2 separate regions of the Mus musculus genome follow, and region 2 is linked to region 1. A link is a contact called in public promoter capture Hi-C data. All regions are on one chromosome and are shown on one strand. The core of a region is the stretch at or near the end of the contact, and the rest is flanking DNA. Distances in the headings are between cores, read along the strand shown. Region 1 has its middle 3.5 kb from the start of Gm36754. Region 2 holds the start of C87198 (expressed sequence C87198).

What was found. Promoter capture Hi-C pulls out the DNA fragments that hold promoters and counts their contacts.
Region 2: a promoter capture Hi-C map of the C10 cell line shows a contact between it and region 1, with 7 times the contacts expected there. The contact joins the promoter of C87198 here to the enhancer-like site in region 1. A contact is called at or near these places in 13 of 39 promoter capture datasets (the 3T3-L1 cell line, the C10 cell line, the HPC-7 cell line and 7 more) and 6 of 484 Hi-C or Micro-C datasets (the C10 cell line, the G1E-ER4 cell line, Sertoli cells and 3 more).

Annotation. Positions count from the first base shown.
Region 1 is chr12:56,240,972-56,244,454 of GRCm38.p6, reverse strand. No RefSeq gene overlaps it. Among named protein-coding and RNA genes, the nearest start is that of Gm36754, 3.5 kb to the right of the region's middle. Within about 2 kb of position 1,469, at least 6 of the 459 cell types and tissues checked have an H3K27ac peak or open chromatin away from gene starts, as enhancers often do.
Region 2 is chr12:56,589,321-56,593,160 of GRCm38.p6, reverse strand. C87198 (expressed sequence C87198) reads right to left here and starts at 2,102. Exons shown (of 5, transcript NR_046003.1): 1 at 1,995-2,102; 2 at 1,495-1,614; 3 at 1,266-1,350. All of the region lies in intron 2 of Gm26973 (a long non-coding RNA gene), which reads right to left.

The DNA of each region.
Region 1 (3,483 bases), core at 220-2,719:
ACCAGGCTGGTGATCTTCTTTGTTTTGTTTTATCACTATCTGCTTCTGCTCATACGCTAAAAACTTAAGTTGAATGTTCATAGCAGCCTTATTTATGATAGCCAGAAGCTGGAAAGAACCCAGATGTCCCTCAACAGAGGAATGAATACAGAAAATGTGGTACATTTACACAATGGAGTACTACTCAGCTATTAAAAACAATGAATTTATGAAATTCCTAGGCAAATGGATGGATCTTGAGGGTATCATCCTGAGTGAGGTAACCCAATCACAAAAGAATACACAAGATATGTACTCACTGATAAGTGGCTATTAGCCCGAAAACTTAGAATACCCAAGATACAATTTGTAAAACACATGAAACTCAAGAAGAATGAAGACCAAAGTGTGGACACTTTGCCCCTTCTTTGAATTGGGAACAAAACACCCATGGAAGGAGTTACAGAGGCAAAGTTTGGAGCTGAGATGAAAAGATGGACCATCCAGAGACTGCCGCATGTGGGGATCCATCCCATAATAAGCTACCAAATGCAGACACTATTGCTTACACCAGCAAGATTTTGCTGAAAGGACCCTGATATAGCTGTCTCTTGTGAGGCTATGCCAGTGCCTGGCAAACAGAAGTGGATGCTCACAGTCAACTATTGGATGGGACACAGGGCCCCCAATGGAGGAGCTAGAGAAAGTTCCTGAGGAGCTGAAGGGGTCTGCAACCCTATTGGTGGAACAACAATATGAACTAACCAGTACCCCCAGAGCTCGTGTCTCTAGCTGCATATGTATCAGAAGATGGCCTAGTTGGCCATCATTGGGAAGAGAGGCTCCTTGGTCTCGAAAACTTTATATGGCCCAGTATAGGGGAATACCAGGGTCAAGAAGTGGGAGTGGATAGGTAGGGGAACAGCGGAGGGGAGGGTATAGGGAACTTTTGGGATAGCATTTGAAATGTAAATGAAGAAAATACCTAATAAAAATTGGAAAAAGAAAAAAGAAAAAAATGACTACATAATGAAAGACCATCTCAGATAATAAGATATGATTGGAAATATTTACTAGATATGAAATTACCCCACGAATATAAAATAATGTTGCAAAGGCCCAAATTTCTAAAATAATGTAAAATATTTAAAATAAAAATGAGAGAGAGAGAGAGAGAGAGAGAGAGAGACTGTAATAACTTTAAAGGTGTAGCTCTTTGTAAAGATAGGAAAGCAGGAAACAGAAAGACAAAAAGAGCCCGGGGGTGGGGGTTGGGGAGAGAATTCCTAAAAAACCACAGCACACTCTTGAAAAGGAAGCTTCCTCCGTGTTTTGGTGAAACCAGAATATAACATAAAGACGGCATTATCATTGCATCATGCAAATATTGACTGTATCAACAGCATCCTGCTCTCCGGGGTCTGCAGGCCCAGCGTTGAGTACTCCACAGTCTCTTGAGCTGGAGCCAACAACCAACAGAGCATTAGATCAAAGCCTGGATACACACATGCCTGGCAGTTTGCTATTGAACCACTGATAAGAGTACAAAAGAAGTCCCTGGGCACTTTCACCACAATTTGAACAGCAGCTAGTTAATTGGGTTGATAACAGATGTCAACATTTCATACGCTGTATGATGTCATGGTTCTAGAAGGTATAACTTCTCTTGGCCTGACTTGGAAAACTGAACATTTCTTTTAAAGGAGTAAATGTGAATACCATTTCATTATTTATGTTTTCCCCCCCATCGGAAGAATTTGGTGAGACATAGTTTTAATGATATCTTTAAGTTTTTTTAATAAAAAAAACCCAGAATATAATTTTCTCTGCATAATTTACATAAGGTGTCTCAAGGTGCTGATCAGCCCGTACAGGTTTGCACCCAATGCAAATAATCAAGGCCTGAATTCATTAAAGGATTATGCAGATGCTGTTGTTTGGAGGGCTTTGAGGACTCTGTGTGTGTGTGTGTGTGTGTGTGTGTGTGTGTGTGTGTGTGTGTGTGTGTGATGACACAGCTTACCTTCTTCATTCCAAAACCATAAACAGTGACATGAAATAGACCACTCTTATCCTCTTGATATTCTAAGAAGTAAGATGTTCAGCCATCTAGCATTTCAAACTAAATCAAATTTTAGAAAAGTTGAGTGTGCTCAGTTTCAAATGTAAAGATCATATAAGTAAGTGGAAAAATTCAGAATACATTTCTTTGGCTAAGAAACACACAAAGGTTTTAAGAGCGACTCCATGTCCTCTGGGTCTCTAGCATTCCTTGAAAGGTAAAGAAACGGCTTCCTTGGGACCGAAGAAGGAGCAAACCCTAGTCATAGTTTGTCACCTTGAATAGACAACTCACGAGGGAGAAAAGCTCCCCACCACCACCAAAAAACAAGTCTACAGCCAATGCTGTTGAGAGGTTGGAAACAAAGGCTCTTTCTTGTCAGCCGGCCTTCAGCAAGCCGACATCTGCCTTCACCATGAGCAACCACAAGGGATCCTACTTCACCTCTTCCTGATTCTAGAACAGAATCAATGTATATTCACAGCGCCACCTACTGCTTAGTGCTAACACCACAGTGCCCAGTGACTCAAAGGGGACTTCTTTTGTTTCCAACAGGGAGCATCTTCAGTGCTATTCTGAAGGCACCGGGATGTGTGACACATGTGGCCATGGATCAACTCCTTCTTCATTTAGAAACTCATGTTTGTTTGCAATGAGCTGTGATGGAGTGGAAGATGGTCTGTGGAAGGATGAGGAGGGTTGTGCGCGGGAGCTTGCATTGTTTGACCTTGCTTTTCTGGCTAGGCTGCACCATCCATCCTGCCGGAAGTGATCCTTAGCAAGTCCTTTCGCTTCATCATGCCGGCTCCCGAATGAAGACCCACACCTTTCAAAATTGTTGAGATTTCTTCAGTGGACAGCAGGAGTGATTTATTTTTCCATCGCGGATATTATCTCATACAAATAAAAATTTTCTAAGTAAAAACTAAAATATATAAGCTATCTGTTTAATCTATAAAAGTCTAGCTTGTGGGTAATTTGGTATTTCAGCTTGCTTGCAGTCTGGTTGGTAAAGCCTGTATCTGATAAGAGTGGAAAAAATTCTACCTATGAATTGATCATGTGGTGATTTTTTAAAACATGTGCCCACCCCCCACCCTCGCCCACCCCTACCCCCGTGTGAGGAACTGTGGAAAACCCATGTCATCTAGTGCGGTATTTCTATCATGTAATTAGAACCTCAACCCATCACGGGAAGCAGCAAGCCACACTGGATTGCAGCTCTCAAAAATGTCAACACTGTAAGATGAAGGAAGAAGGCTAGTTGTATTAGACTCAAGGAGGCTAACACAGAGGGATGATAAGTAAAGGCGCGGTCAGTTTGGAAGAGGCGAGACGCTCATCTGTAACACATTAGAAGAAGTAGATGATCTTTAATGGAGACGGTCATTGTTGACTCTCTTGGGTTTGATACTCTATGTGAGGAGGCATTGCTGTAATCG
Region 2 (3,840 bases), core at 853-3,352, 350 kb before region 1:
TCTGGCTACCAAGCCTACGAGAGCATCCTGAGATTACACAGGTACAAGTTGCCATGTCTCTGGCTTTTATTTGGTGCTGGGATCTAAAACGTGTAGTGAACACTTTCCTGCCCATTATCATCAGTTCACTTTTTTAAAAAGATTTTATTCATTTTATGTGTATGAGTACACTGTGGCTGTCTTCAGACACACCAGAAGAGTGCATTGGATCCCATTACAGATGGTTGTGAGCCACCATGTGGTTGCTGGTAATTGAATTTAGGACCTATGGAAAAAACAGTCAGTGCTCTTAATGGCTAAGCCACCCCTCCAGCCCCATTAGTTCACTTTTAATGTCATTTTTCTTACTCTGCTTTGTGTTTCTAGCTTTTGATATTGTAAGCTTGTCTCTTTAACTGCAGATTTTAGGAATTTCTTTTCCCCCTGGCCCATCACCTATATAACAATACACATTTTTCATACTTGGATGTCTGTCTGTCTTGACTATGCTAGCCAAATTGAGGTTTAGGTAAATGTATTGTCAAATGGCAAAATCTCTGGTTGTCATAGTTTTAAATCTATAAACTCTTTTTTATTTAAAAAAAACCCTAAAGTCATGATTATTATATATAATCAGAAGCAAATAAAGACAGTCATTCAAATGCTATGTGATAGTCTGTTTTCCTATTGACAAAATCTGCATAAGTTCTGAAATAAGGAAAACTGGGTTCAAATGTAGGCTTTGCGGTTTTCTGCTGTGTTGTGGTCTTTAATATCTCTATAAGAGTGAGCTGAGAGTTAAGTATGACAGCACATGCAAAGACCAGTGAAAGCTGGGGTTGTTGCCCTAAGTAGGGAGCTTTGGGTGGGTGTACATGTCTCTCACTCTCTTCCCCGTGGCAGATTTTTATTGATGCGTTTTAATGCATTGTTTGTTTACTTTATTTTGAGGCACTGGGAGTGGTGCCCAGGGTCTCATGAAGGCTAGCCAAATGCTGCACACTCCATCTGAAGAAGAAGGAAGGGAGGGAGGAAGGAGATAAGGAAGGTATATATACATGTGTGGGGTGGGCCAGATCTGATGGCCTGATGTCACCTGATTTAAGACCTTTAAAAATAGCTAATACTTTCTATGATTTATTTTTTTTTCCTAGTGCTGAAATAAAATTTGATGAAGACTGAATCTTTGTTAAGAAAAGTGAGGCCAGCAGACCACTCCCTCGTTGATTTCTGCGGTGCTGTTTGCTTCAACCTCTAGAGGGCAGCATGCCATCAAGGAAACTCACCAGGAGCCCAGGTAGAACCCGTTTAGATGACCAGTTGTCTGAAGTCCGAGTCATGTTGACCTTAAAGGAGGGAGAAGGGGGCTGCCTGGAAAATCCCAGAAAGATACAATACCAAAATGTAAGCAACCATTCATTATAATTTCTAATGATTATTAAATACTGGGTTATTTTGAACCCATCAGATGAATACCCTGGTAAATAAATAAATCTGATGAATGTGGATGGTTACCTGCAGGAACAAAGTCACTAAGGAAGAAGCAGGTGGTTTCTCAGACCGGGTTCCATCTTCAAAAGTGATTTCCAGCTGTGACCTCATCTCTCCAGACTCTTCAAACCTGTGCATCACAAGCTAGGGATAGAAGCCCCAGCTCTTCCTTACTCCATACCACCTACTTCCTTCAGTTAATTCTGGGCTCATTTTAGTATAGGGACCCAACGTCACTGTCTTAGCCAGGGTTTCTATTCCTGCACAAACATTAGACTGCTTTTTCTTTCCAGAGCTGAACCCATGCGTGCCAGCAGCTTGAAGCTCAGTGACTTACTTTTATCAACATGAAACCCTCTACCTCCATCTCTCTGTCTTGTTTTCTTCTGAATTATTTTCTGATTTCTAAAAAAAATATGTTTTTATTTGAAATAGCATTTGTCACTTGCTGTCTTAGGCAGGGTTTCTATTCCTATACCAAACATCATGAACAAGAACTCTCAAGTTGGGTTTATTCAGCTTACACTTTCCACATTGCTGTTGATCACCAAAGGATGCAGGACTAGAACTCAAGCAGGTCAGGAAGCAGGAACTGATGCAGAGGCCACGGAGGGATGTTCTTTACTGGCTTGCTTGCTTCCCCTGGTTTGCTCAGCCTGCTCCCTTATAGAACACAAGACTACCAGCCCAGAGATGGTCCCACCCACAAGGGGCCTTTCCCCCTTGATCACTAATTGAGAAAATGCCCCACAGCTGGATCTCATGGAGGCATTTCCTCAACTGAAGCTCCTTTCTCTGTGATAACTCCAGCCTGTGTCAAATTGACACAAAATCAGCCAATACAGTCACCTACATTTGGGATCTTGATCACTGACTCGGGGCTTCTAGTATTAATGTCACTTCCTTCACTTAACCCTGTTGTAACCTGCTCATTCAGAACAGGGAAGAGCCACAGCTACACCGCAGGAAAGCCCTGGAACGCAAGCTTCTGGGACCATCCACCCCTGCATCTCCTGGGCTCACACAGAGGCAGGTCTTACATCAGAGGGTTTTGCTCTGCTCTCTGGGATATTCAGGATCTCGGTCTAAACTCACCCACTAATCGGAGCCTTAGGATTTTAATATGCAAAATTAAGGCTGCCAAGTGCCTTCCCTACCTTCTACGGATGCAGATGCAGACAACTAGGCACTTTGATGCCAAGATCATCTTGGAGAACACAGAACAAGATCACATCTATTCAGAGGCACACCTTTGATATCCCTACACACCAACTCTGGGTGCCTTGGATAGTTGATGACTACTGTCTTCTTCAAAAGATATCTAGGATCGGTTGGGATAAAAGCTTTCATGTATGTGTGGGCTGTTGTCAAACAGGACACTAGAATATTTCTTTTATGAAAAACTAACACTTCCAATATTGAAAGGCAGTATCCATTAATTCAATCGAACATTATTTTCATAAGCAAATATGTTTGAGAAAATTAGCAAGCAAATGCATAAATAAATTACCTACATTGAAAGCTGTTACTGGCAGGTATGATAACATGTTTCGTGTTCACTAGTTTCCATTTCTTTTGAAGTGAATTTCTGGCTGCCTGTGTTTATGTCACAGGTGGTATCCTCACCTGCTTCATTAAGGCCTGTTTAGAATACAGTTCTAATGTAGGTTTTATTCCATGTAAAGCCACCTAGAGATAATTTTAAATGATCAGATCGACTAACAAACACGTAATCAAGGAGCTCTTAAGATTTTATTAAAATTCAGGTCTTTCACCATTAGCAAACCTGCTTCATTAACATATTAATAGATAATGTTCCTGCTCATAATTAGCGCGGATTTTCTTTGCATTACATTGTAGTTGAAAGAATTCAGGTGGGGTTGTGTAAAGTTGTTTTTTTTTTAATTCCTGCTAACAAAGCACCTGGAAGTGCCACTGAATCCTGCTGACCACAGTTTGCATTTTCATCTGCTTCCTTCTCCCCACGTTCTCCTTATTAAACTCAGTTCTGTGATTGATTTTCTGCATAGCCAGGCCACTATGAATGACAATGGTAAGCCACGAAGCACAGCAGTCTGGCCCACTTACTGAAGACTGAATCCTACCTGCGACAGAAATTCTAGGCTCAAAAATAGCTAAGCTTTGAGAGAAGCAGGCATATGAGAACCTTAACCTTTTTCTTTAATAGTATAATTCAAAAGTCCAAGTTCTTCAAGTGCTTCATACCTAGACCAGTGACTGGAGTTCATGTAGATGTCTCTATAAAAAGAGCAACATCTGCCCCCCTGCCCCCCTGCCCCCAAGCTGCTGCTGAAGGCTGTGTTTGTGTCTGTGTCCCTGCAACAGCAATGATCTGTGTCTGTGTCAATG